4 separate regions of the Mus musculus genome follow, and all the other regions are linked to region 2. The links are chromatin contacts, called in public promoter capture Hi-C maps. All regions are on one chromosome and are shown on one strand. Each heading gives the region's core, a stretch centred on a gene start, on an enhancer-like site or on the middle of the called end of the contact. The rest is flanking DNA. Distances are from core to core; before and after follow the strand shown. Region 1 holds the start of Pop4 (processing of precursor 4, ribonuclease P/MRP family, (S. cerevisiae)). Region 2 holds the start of Zfp507 (zinc finger protein 507). Region 3 overlaps Uri1 (URI1, prefoldin-like chaperone). Region 4 holds the start of Plekhf1 (pleckstrin homology domain containing, family F (with FYVE domain) member 1).

The links. Promoter capture Hi-C pulls out the DNA fragments that hold promoters and counts their contacts. Capture Hi-C pulls out chosen DNA fragments and counts their contacts.
Region 1: a promoter capture Hi-C map of liver shows a contact between it and region 2, with 4 times the contacts expected there. The contact joins the promoter of Pop4 here to the promoter of Zfp507 in region 2. A contact is called at or near these places in 1 of 484 Hi-C or Micro-C datasets (CD4 T cells) and 2 of 9 other capture datasets (adipose tissue and liver).
Region 3: a promoter capture Hi-C map of liver shows a contact between it and region 2, with 4 times the contacts expected there. The contact joins the enhancer-like site here to the promoter of Zfp507 in region 2. A contact is called at or near these places in 13 of 39 promoter capture datasets (the 3T3-L1 cell line, 3T3-L1-derived adipocytes, the C10 cell line and 9 more), 1 of 484 Hi-C or Micro-C datasets (B cells), 1 of 115 datasets of contacts at active chromatin or transcription factors (large pre-B cells) and 1 of 9 other capture datasets (embryonic tail).
Region 4: a contact with region 2 is called in a promoter capture Hi-C map of adipose tissue, with 6 times the contacts expected there. The contact joins the promoter of Plekhf1 here to the promoter of Zfp507 in region 2. A contact is called at or near these places in 3 of 39 promoter capture datasets (embryonic stem cells, liver and pre-B cells), 2 of 115 datasets of contacts at active chromatin or transcription factors (embryonic stem cells and epiblast stem cells) and 1 of 9 other capture datasets (adipose tissue).

Annotation. Positions count from the first base shown.
Region 1 is chr7:38,269,797-38,272,770 of GRCm38.p6, reverse strand. Pop4 (processing of precursor 4, ribonuclease P/MRP family, (S. cerevisiae)) reads left to right here and starts at 1,423. Exons shown (of 7, transcript NM_025390.4): 1 at 1,423-1,624. The coding sequence starts at 1,618.
Region 2 is chr7:35,801,285-35,804,684 of GRCm38.p6, reverse strand. Zfp507 (zinc finger protein 507) reads left to right here and starts at 1,696. Exons shown (of 7, transcript NM_177739.3): 1 at 1,696-1,851; 2 at 3,157-3,247. It overlaps E130304I02Rik (RIKEN cDNA E130304I02 gene), which reads right to left and starts at 2,093. Exons shown (of 3, transcript NR_033567.1): 1 at 1,664-2,093.
Region 3 is chr7:37,960,103-37,963,546 of GRCm38.p6, reverse strand. Uri1 (URI1, prefoldin-like chaperone) reads left to right here. Exons shown (of 11, transcript NM_011274.5): 9 at 15-154; 10 at 838-1,081; 11 at 1,850-3,444. The coding sequence ends at 2,032. Among named protein-coding and RNA genes, the nearest start is that of Uri1, 58 kb to the left of the region's middle. Within about 2 kb of position 2,061, at least 9 of the 459 cell types and tissues checked have an H3K27ac peak or open chromatin away from gene starts, as enhancers often do. A contact at or near this core is called in liver, where this site is marked.
Region 4 is chr7:38,226,319-38,229,343 of GRCm38.p6, reverse strand. Plekhf1 (pleckstrin homology domain containing, family F (with FYVE domain) member 1) reads left to right here and starts at 1,350. Exons shown (of 2, transcript NM_024413.2): 1 at 1,350-1,403.

The sequences.
Region 1 (2,974 bases), core at 174-2,673, 2.5 Mb before region 2:
CTGGTCTAGAGAAAAGGCTAGCCTGGGCCTTTGTGTCCCAGATCTTTGAGAATCACTTTTGTCTTTTATCATAATGACAGACACTAATGTTCCAAGTCTGAAGAATGCCTTCTAGACTGGATATAATAAGATAGACTATAAATTCCAATGCTCCAGAAGGCCAGGCAGGAATGTTGCACTTTCAAGCTCAGCCTAGACCACAAAGCAAGTGTCTGGGACACTGTCTTCAGTGAAAAAGAATCAATTTTTTAAAAGAGCAAACATTTTGAGACCAATGGGGTAAGATGCAATGAGCACAGGAAAGAAAGGAAGGGAGGGAGGGAGGGAGGGAGGGAGGGAGGGAGGGAGAGAGAGAGAGAGAGAGAGAGAGAGAGAGAGAGAGAGAGAGAGAGAGAGAGAGAGAGAAGAAAGAGAAGAAAGAAAGAAAGAAAGAAAGAAAGAAAGAAAGAAAGAAAGAAAGAAAGAAAGAGAGAGAGAAGAAGAAGAAGATAGGTGCCTTTTAGACATGTAAAACGTTTAACTAAGGAACCCCATGTAAAACGTTTAATTAAGGAACCCCAGTACACCCAAGGCAGCACCTGATAACCAGAACCCAGTTACATCACTCAAGACAACTAGACACAGTCCTAGAACCCCATGACACCCAGTGGACAGTGTATTAGTGGGCACCAAGAGCAATGCTCTGCTCTGCACAACTGAAGAGAAGCCACCTTCATCTGCCCTGCGGCTGGAGAGTAATCTGACACTCCAATCAAAAACTTCTGTTGGAGACTGGACCTGACCTTCAGCTAAGATAAGTCACACAGGAGGGTAGCCTTGGGGAGATAGGCTTAGGTAGTTAGGAATTTAGGGGGTGAACCTATGAAATGACCGTTTGCATAATAAAATGTAACTTTTGTTATACTAGCTACACTAACTACACGTCTCTACCTTCTTGCATCCGATAGCAAATAAACCTACTCTTTTTCTTTACTAATAGGAAAAAGACCTTTGAACGAGGTCATAAAAGTATTTAGTAGCAGAAACAGGACTAAATACCCCCGGCCACCAGTACAAAATATGACTAGTATTCTCGGGAGTAAATTCTAGATTACCCAGGGCAACACTGTAAGCCTCTTGCTTAAAAAAAAAAAAAAAGGAATCCCACAGTCGTTACCGCCGATATCCCCGGCCAACTTGTGCCCTCCCTCGTCCCCAATCTCCCTCGCGTCCTCTCTATGGCAGCTTGCTCTCGCTACATTTCATTAATCCTGACCCCCCAACACGACTACTCCAGTTACAGACACTTGCATACTGAACACCACAGCAGACCCGCAAAATCCGCTCCTCTCTCAACCACAGAGCCTGTGCCAGTGACGGACGCACACAGATGCCGTCGCGTCAATGACGTCAGAGAGGCGCCCGATCCGAAATCTGGTCGCCATCCCCTGACGCAGGGTGGAGCAAGTCCGTGCACTTTGTTAATTGTCTCTTGGGCTTATCGGATTTTTCCAGTGGAATTTTAAACAAAAAAGCAGCGTCCCGGCGGGAGAAAGCCGCTGAACAAAGCGAAGAAAGGAAAGGAATGAGTGAGGCCTGAAGGAGACATCGCCAGAGAGCTCCGGAAGCTGGCCGACAATGAAGGGTAAGTGGGATGAGGGACGCGGAGCGGGGCCGGGGTGGGAATATAGAACCTCGGAACTAGAAGTTGGCTTGGGAAATGAATCAGGGATACCTGTCTCAACAGAGTCCTAAGGCAACTTCCAGGGAATTACCTTAGTACACAAAAGAAATGGAGGCCCGGAGTCTGAATCCGCCGTCTCAGTCTCTTAGCTAGGAATAAATGTCAGGATCGAGTTTGTGTGCTCTCCTCAGGGGCCTCTCGGGGGAACTAGAAGAGATGGGTCCAAGTTCTTGACCGGACCTAGCTACTACCTTCCCGTATAACTTCTGTCAAGGACCTGCACCCCTCTGCCACCTGGTTTTCACCCTTGCCCCTGTAAAAAGCTGCTGAGGGGCAGTATCGTACACCTAAGGCTTTGGAATTTGAGCCGAAAAGAGCTGTGCCCAGAAGGGCAGCCAAGCACTGGGGCAGTACTAGAGGAGAGAGGTAAAGATATTGCCTCTGATTTGGTGATTCATGCCCTTTTTGTCTGAGAACAAGTTTCTTAGCGTGTCTCAGCTACCACTTTATTATGTGCATAACAAAGAAGAGCTACTGTTAAAAATTGCTTAGAAAGATTAATGACATTAAGATAATATATATGCACACTCACTCAACCAACCGCTTGACAAGCTGTGAGTGTCCCACACCTACTGCATGTTGCAGAAAGACTTTCAACTTTGATGCGAGGCATCTGGGGTAAATAAAACAAAGTTCTTCCTGGGATTCCAGCCCCTGCATGTTTATCACAATAAAGTTCAATCTTGATCCATTGTTCAAGAGAGAGCTAGATTCTGTATATAAAACTTGTGGTACCTTGGTTTGTTTGCTTGGGTCAAGCATATACTCAGGGAGACAGAGATGGATTGTTTGTTTGTTTGTTTGTTTCTTATTGTTGCTGTTGGGATAAAGTCAGCTATGTACTCCTGACTAGCCTGGAGCTCACCGTGTGAACCAGCTCGGCCTCTACCTCTCAAGTAATGGGATGGATCAACCATGTGTGCCGCCACACCCAGCTCAGAAGTGCAGTGTATAGGGTGTAGTGTGAACTGCACTTTCTGGTCATGGGCCCTTCCTTTTCCCATTTACTCCTGTAGTCTCTGCCCCAGTGCCACCATGATGATTGCCTCCAAACAAATAAGAAACAGGATTGTGGAGGTTTAAAGAGGTTTCATCATCATGAAGATAGTATGTAGAGTTTGGAAAAAGACTATTGTATTTTATCTGGTCAGGATACATTATAGATTTTAAAGTGTGAAAAATCTGTTTTAAGCCTCTCTTAGTAGTCAGCAAAATGTAGTGTTTCAACCATATACAGCCTACCCGTTAATA
Region 2 (3,400 bases), core at 447-2,946:
TGCTGAGAACCAATACGTCTTCTGCAAGAGCAGAATCCACTCTTAACCATTCAGTCATCTCTGTAACCCCCCAGCTGGTAAACTTTTATCCAGAGACACAGCAAATAAGATGGCTGCCGTACCTAAACCATTACTTTTTCGTATGTATTTTGACGACTCAAAACCCAACCTGCTTGAAGTGGGTTCTAAATATACCAGGAAACATCCAAAAGGTATCTCACCTAACAAGGCCAGCCTGGCGCTATCACTACGATCCTCCCTAAAGTCCTTCCTCTGGCCACGCCCACCCATTGAATCCAGACCCAAGCTCGTGGCTCTGCCATTCCTGCTAGCCCCTACCTGCCGGCTTATTCTTGGGTTGAAAGCTGGGTGAGATTGCTTCTCTCAGTTTGTATTCATGGTATTAGCACAGGACCCAACAGGGTTTGTTACAGCAGAGCAGATACTTCACGGAAACAGATCCAAACGACAAACATGACGGCTCGCTCGGAGTTATTACCGCAAGCTCACCAAGTCAGACCTTACAACTCCTGAAAAATCTTTCAAGGACCGCAAGAAGGTTCAGTTGGTAAAAGAACTTTCTATCAAAGCTGCAACCCGAGTTCAACCCTTGGGACCTACACGGGAGAAAAAGTGAACCAACTCCAGAAAATTGTCCTCTGTCTTCCACACACGAATCAATAAATGCTTTTTTAAATTTTAAACATAAAAAAAAAAAAGAAAGTATTTTTGACCCAGAGCCAGCACTGCCTCTCATCAGACATACGGTTAGGACCTCTACATTTTTCAGCATACGATGCCTGAAAAAAATAATAGCTCCAATTAGAGCCTGGTATGGTGGAGACACATCTACTCTCCCAAGCTACCCTGGAGGGCTGAGGCAGGAGGTTCACAACTTCAAATGTCTGCCTGGGCTAACTACATAAGGAATTAGAAGCCAGGATGAGTTGTTTCAGGAAACTCAATAGCTCAGTGGAAGAGCATTTATCTAGGAGGTATGTGGTTCAATGGGTAAAGGTACTCGCTGCCAAGTCTGAAGGTTTGAGTTCAATATCAGAACCCATACCATGGAAGGAAAGAACAGACTCCTGAAAATTCTCCTCTGACCACAAGTCTCCACAAATAACAATAAATAAATACGTAGATAATATTTTGTGTGTGTGAATGGCTTACTTATCTGTATACCTGAGCACCATGTGTGTGTCTGGAGTCTGTGGAGGTCAGAAGAAGGCCAGAGCTTCTGAGTCCCTGGAAGTGGAGTTACACATGGTTGTGAGCCACTGTATGAGTGCTGGAAACCAAACCTGTGTCCTCTATAAGAGCAACCACGGAGCCATCGCTCCAACCCTCGCTCCAGCCATCACTCCAGCCATCGCTCCAGCCCTCGATAAACTTTAAAAAAAAAAAAAAAAAAAAAAGTCCAGCCAGATTCACAAGCACAAGGATGTAAAGAACGATGGGGTAAATGAGGGGATGAAGAATGCCCCAGCAGGTTGAGGCCACAGTGGATATCAACTGAGTTCTAGACCAACACCAGCTCTGACAGGACCTGGATGGCCACAGCATCTGCCCAGAGCCTTAAGGCCCTTTCTGCCAGAGGGCGTGGTCTGTGGTGGCTCCACCCCACCACAGCCCCGCCCACGCCGCGCGCCTCCAGGCTCACCTGACCGGCTCGCCGCTCACGTGATCTGTCTCGGCGCCGCCATCTTGGAGCCACGGCCGAGGAAGGGGCAAAAAGGGGGAAAGAGAGGGAAAGGAGTCGGGAGCGAGGCGGACGAGGGCGAGGGTACGGTGGGGTCCCGGCCGGCCAAAGGAGGCTCGCAGGAGCAGCAGCCCGCCGCCCGACCGCAGGTACCGCGCCCCGGGCCGCCCCTCCGCTTGAGCGCCGCCGGCCATGTGCGGCCTCGCTGGTGACGCCCGCTTCCTCCTCGCCGGTGACGCCCGCGGCACTGCCACGCACCCGAGCCTGAGCTCCAGGGCCCTGTGTGTACTGTCGTCCCTCTGTCGGGCCTGTGGAGACCCCGGGCCCGCCGTGCCGCTGGGGGTGGGGGTCCCGTTGCTCCCCAGGTCCCGCTGAAGCGCCTTTGCCTTCTGGAGACGTGAAAGCGCTTAGGCCAGCCAGGATGGAGCTTAAGTTTCTTTAATCCCCCGTCCTTTAAGCACTGCGTGGTGTAGGAAATGCCAGCGCAAACGAAAAATAGCAATCGTGGCCTCCCACACGTACACATCCTCTGGGATTGACTGATCTTTCCAGAGATCGCTGAGACCATTGGTGAAAGTGCCCACCTTTCCAGACCTGGGGCATCCCGATCGTTGTTTGGAGTCCGAGGCCTGGGTGATTAATTAGGTCCAGGCAGCCACCCCCACCAAAGGTTGCTGACAGTGGACAGGAATTTGCTTTCAGTCTACATGGCCCAAGGCAATTACTGGATTTACCCCCTTTTCTGTCTGAGTTTGTACTTTCTACTCTACTGGTCTGATTCTGTGTATGGATTGCTATATTGATTAAAAAGAGAAAGTTTGACCCTTCATTCCTTTACCATGGTAACTCTGGAAACTCGGAGGATGCCCTAGCGGTGTACTAATTTTACTTAACTGTAATCGCTAAGTTACTTTCTAAGGGAACCGAATAAGCCTACTTTAAAGCAACAATAGGAAAACAGTAGCCAAAAAAAAAAAGGAGGACCAGGGCAGGAAACTGCTTTGGAGAATATATAGGTCAAGCCACGTTGTCGCATCTTTTCATGGTACTCTTCTGCCCACTGTGTTTGACTAATTTACATAATCACCCCTTAGGCTGTAATTTCGGTTAAAGTTAGAATAGCAATATGTCATTTATTATTCCATATTGGTTAGAAAATTATGTCAGTAAAAGCAGTAGTTTGCTGAGTGAATTACTTACATGGAGGGGGAGGTTTAAAATATACAATTGTTAGAAGTTTTCCAGGCTGATTTGTTTTAGCTTCTGCAAAATCCTCTACTTGTTAAGTAAATTATGTAAATTTGCCTCACACAATTACATTGCATGAACAGCTTTCCGAAATTTCTTTTCAATGTTAAGTATTGGAAGTTTCTTCACTGCCGAAATAAGTTACTGTGTTTCGCCCGCCAATGGAGAGACGTGTTTGATGGTGTTTATTTCCTTCTTGGCCACAGCTGGATTGTGAATATCGATCCAGGAGACTATCTGTTTCAGAAATTGATTGGAAAGACACTGGCTCTGCCACTAACAGCCATGTAACCTTGGGTAAGTCACTTACATCTCACTGAGATGCCTTATTTATAAACCGCCACCACTGTGACTGGACCCACAGAACTCTGAGCAAACGAAGCTGTTTGCTGCTGCCTAGCATCCATCCGGTGCTGTTACTTGATCATGCTCACCTTGAGCATGGAAAGG
Region 3 (3,444 bases), core at 812-3,311, 2.2 Mb before region 2:
TGAATTAATTTTAGGTTCGAATAAATACTGGGAAAAATACCACTTTAAAGTTCAGTGAGAAGAAAGAGGAAGCCAAACGGAAACGAAAGAGTGGTGCCGGCAGTCACGCTACCCACGAGCTGCCTGCCATCAAGAGTCCTGCTGATATTTACAGGTGCGTGATGGTCTTAGTGCCTGCAGACCTCCCCTTCCTTCCCGGTTTGCAGGAGGCTCGCTGACTTGGAGGTTCCCAAAGACTGCAGGCCCCACTGAGAGACTCATAGCCCCCGGGCCACGCGAGGTGTGGGGTGGTTCTTCCTTTGTCCTCTTCAGATGTCACTGAAGAGTTGGAAGCTGGTATTCTTGTCTGTCACAACTGTCATGAGTTTGTCTCGTATTCACCTGTCATAGCAGGGAACAGTTACACTGTCCAGTTTGAAATGCCTACCATTTTATTACCCATATTTACAAACTGGTGAAAATTCCTGGTGTTTTGAAGTAGGTGTATAAAATTCTTTTTGGCAAATCAAGCTGTTCTCACCTGGGACATATAAATAACATGCTGTATTTTATTGGGTCCAAAATTCAGCTTTGAAAAGTAACATAAGGTACATTCAGTGTAGTTGTAAATGTACTCTGACTGTGACATTTAGAGAAGACATTTTAGCAAGGAAACTGAATGGAATTGGTGAGACGTGTGATTCCAGCATTGGGAGGTGGGGGTGGCAGAACCAGGGGTGAAAAGTGAGCTTGGGTTGCATGAGACCCTGCCTCAAACAAACGTCTCAACAAAAACAAGTTGTAGGTTAATTTACAGTTACAAGCCCTTAAAATGGAGTTGTTTTTTGAATGCTGTAGAGTCTTCGTGGATGTTGTGAATGGAGAATATGTTCCTCGCAAGTCAATCCTCAAGTCTCGCAGCCGAGAGAACAGCGTGTGCAGCGACACAAGTGAGAGCAGCGCTGCCGATGTGGAGGACCGGCGGGGGCTCCTGCGGAGCACCAGCTCTGAGGAGGCCGTGGCTACCGAGGCCGGCGGGAGCAGTTTGGACGAACTCCAAGAGAACCACCCCAAGAAGCCTTTGCCCTCAGGAGTGTCTGAGGTGTGTGTCTGTGTCTCTGTGGCATATCTCACAGGCTTGCTCTTTACACTTCAAAGTTCTCAGCTTGTGTTTAAGTTCTGAGGAGGGGAGACGGTCCAAATACTAGGTAGTTTTTAAGAAGTGACTCTCTGGTCTTCATTTTTCTTGATATATAAAGACACATCAAGACATTGTGGTGATATGTATGTCATTTAGTCTCATTTCAGTTGAACATAGTTGGCTTTGATTAGATGAAGTTCCACAAACACTTAGCCACAATGAAAGAGCTTTTTTGGTTTGGGTGACACATCTGACTTGTACCATTGGATTGATTGTCCTAGAATTTTAAAGCTATTTTGATTCACGTTAGTCTTAGCACCTCTAGTTTTTTAGTTTTTACGGGGGCAAAGTGCAATAAAGATCTTGAATAAATAACCTCCCCCCCCAAAGAAATGATGTCAGCATTGGTGAAACGAAGCTTCTGACTGTCAGACAGCAAGGAAGCAAGGGAGCCTGGGCAGAAGCCCGCCTCTTGTGCCCGTGTCGCTTCTGTGTTCACTGATGTTTTCTAGAGAGCTGGAGGTGTCAACCATAAAAAACTCCTTGAATTTGATGGTGTACTTAAGAAAAATAATATTACCTGGTTTCTTTGAACCATTAGTATTTTGATGTTTATTATCCAAAATTCTTGTTACCTTAGTTTAAAAAAAAAGGTCTTGGAAATGAAGGGTAAAGATTTTTGTGTGCGTCTTAGTTATATTTAACACCATATACACATTTGTCTTACAGGCTTTTTCTGGAACTGTAATAGAAAAAGAATTTTTATCACCCTCCCTAGCACCATACTCAGCCATTGCTCACCATGCCCTCCCCACCATTCCAGAGCGAAAAGAAGTTCCATCAGAAGTATCAGAGGAACCCACAAAGAGGGTGTCAAAGTTCAGAGCTGCCCGATTGCAGCAGAGAAGCTAGAGGGCTCCGCCTGCAGCTCCAGCTGCGCTTTAGGACATGCGGCGGATTCGGCCATGGAGTTGGGACGGCGTCCTGCTTGGCTGGGCAGAGCTCTCTCACCTTTATCAGTGGCATTGGGAAAGTCAAAGTAAATGTTTGAATGCTGTAATGTTCTGCTGGCTTCGTTAATTCTGTGACTACTGTCTAATTGGCCTTAGGATGCAGGAATAGCGTTTTGAGTTACTTTTCAAAGAATCCTGTCATATATTGTTTGTGTGTTTTCAACTAAACACAGGCAGTTTCGTACCAGCTGTGATGTTGTGCTTTCCATATGGACCATGTTAAAGACACTTTTAAAATCTCAAATAGATTCAACAATTATATTACTTGCTTTTACATTTTAAAGGCACTTTAAAAAAATCTACATTTCTTGTAGGTTTCACAGCTGTATGGTTCTTTGAAAAATTCTTCCTTTGAATGTCATACTGTAATCTTTAAGGCAAAAAGCTACACAAACCCTTTGGGAAAATTTGACTAGAAGAAGAATATTTTGTACAACTTTTTTTTTTTTGGAAGTAAAATTTTTATGAAACTTGGTTTCTAAAATGTTGTGAACTTCCTGGTTTAGATTGTGTATAAAATGTCTTTGATTTGTGTATAGGCCACACCACAGATTTTCAAAGTTTTCAAGTCCCACGAGCACCTCCTCTCCCCATACACACAGTTGTCATTGGCACCATTCTTTGGGGGGAAAAAGTTTGTCTAGATGCTTTAACACTTTGTTAAAGCACAGGCCTTTTGTTTGTTTGTTTGTTTGTTTTACATTTCAATCTTCCTCACATTTTCATTCTTCAAGGATGCTTTCCTACCAGTAAAAAAAAAGAAAGAAAGAAATATTATATTATATTTACTTGTAGCCAAACTCCTTAAAGAGACATTCAGTCTCAGGTTGACCATTACAGTGCAAGTGTTGATCATTAGCTTGATGCATGCTAAAATGTAGCTTTTAAAAAGCATTCCGCATCAGTACTAAAATAAGCCATCAACCCCAGTCCACCCTCTATTCACGGCTAAATAGTTAGAGGTTATTTATAGCTTCTTTAATGAATTCTTGCTTAAACAAAGTGAAATTATGTCCTAGAAAAGTCGCAGCTGTAACTAGAGCAGTGCCACTGTCAGAGTTTTATGAAATACATGCTTTAATGGTAAAATGGTATGCTAGGGTCCATGCTAGTTAATGGATAATGCAGAACAGGGGACTGAATTGGAAAGGCTGCCTAAAAATATAATAGCTCGGTTTTTCTAGCCGTTGTTGATCATCTGTACACATATTTTGTACTTAAAAACCACTTTTCTTTCCAATCACCTACTCTCAACCAGACTATCCCATCACACCGACTCTAGGCACACCCTGCTCCTTCTCCCTATGAGAG
Region 4 (3,025 bases), core at 101-2,600, 2.4 Mb before region 2:
ATAAATAAACCAATATTGCCAAATCCTTGATTGACTGACTGAGACAAGGTCTCATTATGTAGCTCAGGCTGCCCTCAAACTCCATCCTCCTGCCTCAGCCTCCTGCGTGCTGAGATCACAGGCATATGACACCCAGATCCCTAAATCTTATGATTAAAGATGAGCTAAAGTCAGGGCTGGAGATATAATATCTCACTGGTGGAGTACTTCTCTAGAACTTGAGATTGTGAGTTTACTGGAGGGGGGGCTAAAAGTCTCTATTTTTATGTGTCTTCTCCCCATCTGAAATATTCACAGCAGTGCATTTTGTAAATGATTAAACAAACTTCAAACCTAAAAGAAATATCAATAAGCGCTGGTGGGGTAAGGATGTGGGGGATGGTAGGGATTAAGGGACAGTTTAGGGAAGGGTCTGCCCCTAACACCATCACCAGAGGGCCACACCATCCCCTTCCAAACCCAGTTTGGTCTTGGCCCAGCGGGTACCAGGCTAACCAGAGCTAGTCCCTCTTCAATGTAACCAGTTTAGCAACACAAACTGACACTATAGACTAATATTAGCCCAGCAGTCTAGAGACAGAGGCAAGGCTTCTATGAGTTCAGGGATAGCCTAGTCTACATATAGAATTTCTGGTCAGCCAGGGGTAACAAGACAATAAAAAATGGATGGAGTTGAGAACTGCTGCTTTGTGGCCAAGGAGACCTCTCTGAGGAGGTGACACTGAAATGACAAAGGAGGGAGAGGGCGAAGGGTGGGAGTGGTTTTTAAGGAACCAGAAGACAGTGGATGAGAATTGCGTGGGGGCAGGTGAGATGGGAAAGCAGCCTTGGAATTGAGTTCTAAGTGACACCAGTAGCCAGGGCGGGGTACCTGTTCGTCTTGGATCTACACGATGAATGCCTGGGGTCCACTAAACTAATTTCCTCCCGTGTACTTTTGACATTTTCCTCTAGGAAAAAAATTATAAAGTTCTGTTGATCGTTAAGAAAACGTGTGTCTCTGTGGCTGAAAAGAGTAACATCATAGTAACAGGGGCACCTGAGGGCCCACCACTCCGTCATGCCTGCTTCCCTCACAGGCTGTTCCTCTGACCAGCGCCGACTCAGTCTTGAGTGTGGCGACCAGCAAAGCTGGGAACCGGACTCCAACCAGGAATCAGCCCATCGTCCCCACGCACAACCGCTGCTGACCCGTTTACGGTCCAGCGGTTTAATTACGCCCGCGCACATTTCTGGAGAACTCGGGCCGGCTCCGCCCCCGCCTGCGTGCCAGGGCTTCGATTGGTCCAGAGTCCCTCGAAGGGGCGTGACCAGAGAATTGGAACCCGGAGGCGTGGGCGGCGCAGGGATTGGCGGGCGCCAGTTCGGGACTGGCTGTGCGGACGCGGAGGTTCCTACGGGAGGTAAGCAGGCTACGGAGGGGGAGAGCGCTCCCCTTCCGCCCTCCACCCTGCCAGGTCTGCAGCTGTGGGTAGAGGTGGCCTCAGGAACCCGCATCTGGGGCTCCACTGGAGCAGAGGCTGCTCGCTGTTTTCTGACTTGGGAAGGGGTTGACAGCTGGGACTCTAGGGCCACTGAGTCCCAGGACTGTGCGCGAGTTGGAGAAGGGTTCTCCGCAGAGTCTCTACCCTCTCCTTATCCCGTGATGTTCCGGGAACCTCGTCTTGGCCAGAGACGTCTTGGGTTGGGAGGGACGGTTCTCAATAGCCTCGGATTTGGGACCCTGAAGAGTTTGAGTTCGCGACTCTTCATATAGGAAGTTATTGGTGTGGGACCGGGCCTGGATTCTCCTAGGGAGTAACTGAAGTACAATAAAGAGGTGTCCCCAGGCCTTAGCAGGAGGGAAACCGGCAGTTCCAAGTCTCAGTGGAATGTGTGCACTCCCCGGAGAGGGCGCAGTCCTTAGAATGTGAACAAAACCGGTATCAGATTCTACCCGGTCAGAGGCTGCAGAGGAGGGGCGATCAGTGCTAGAGTCAAGACCCCTGCGGTTTTTGTAAGCTGAAGTGCTTCATTTGCTGTGCGTCCTGCCCACGTCAGCCCTCAGAGCTGCTCAGAGTGGCTAGGCCAGTTAGTTGTCTGAGCACTGGGACCTGGCCAACCCTGTCCCGCCAAGGAAGGAGGGGTTTGGCATTGTGGCCTGCGGGATGGGACTGACTACCCTGTGTGTTATGCGGTGAAAGACACCAAAGTCAGGCAGTAGGAAAGACTACACACTCTGGATTTTAAGAACTTCTGACCCAGGGCATGTTTTTTTTGTTGTTGTTGTTTGTTTGTTTGTTTGTTTGTTTGTTTTTTGGGGGGGTGGGGGCGTGTTGTTTTGTTTACTAGGGCCAAAAGTTTCAGAAGTTATTGTCTCCTTTTCATCATGTGAATTCCCGGGATAGGACATGGCCACAAACACCAGGTTACCCAAAAGATTTTGCTTTTTTTGAGATAAGGTCTCCTTGTATAGTCCAGATTGACCTACAACTCTCTACCTTCCTATCTAATCTTACCAGATGCTAGATTATAGGAATGCCCTCTGGGCCAAAGTTTTTCTACCTTGGCTCAGAGTTTATCTGGAAGCTGGGCCCACTCCTGAGGTTCTTGGGTGGTGACTGTGAAGTGGCTCATGGGCACGGAGTTACAGCCATGCTTTGTGCTTAATTAACATTGTGTCTAGCAAACAGTGGGTGCTAAGAAAGTAGCACCTAAGGGTTTATTTTCCTTAATCTGTTCTCCTGGAGGAAGATTCTAGAAGGTCTCAGTGACTCTGTTGGGTGGTGCCACTCCCTTAGTACCCTTGTAATAACTCTGGAATGCTCACACTGGCCTGTGGACCTGCAAGACAGGCCCTGCCTGCCCCTTGTAACCTTACCTCTTACTCCCGTACCTCACTCCTTCCTGAGTTCAGGGCCCCAGACCTCTCTTAAGGGCTGTACTGCAGTGAGCAAGAGGGCTTGAGGACTTGCATCAGGACAGAACCCATATTGTTGTGAGCCACATCCACACGCAAGGTGTCTTGTGCATTTTACCAGTAAGG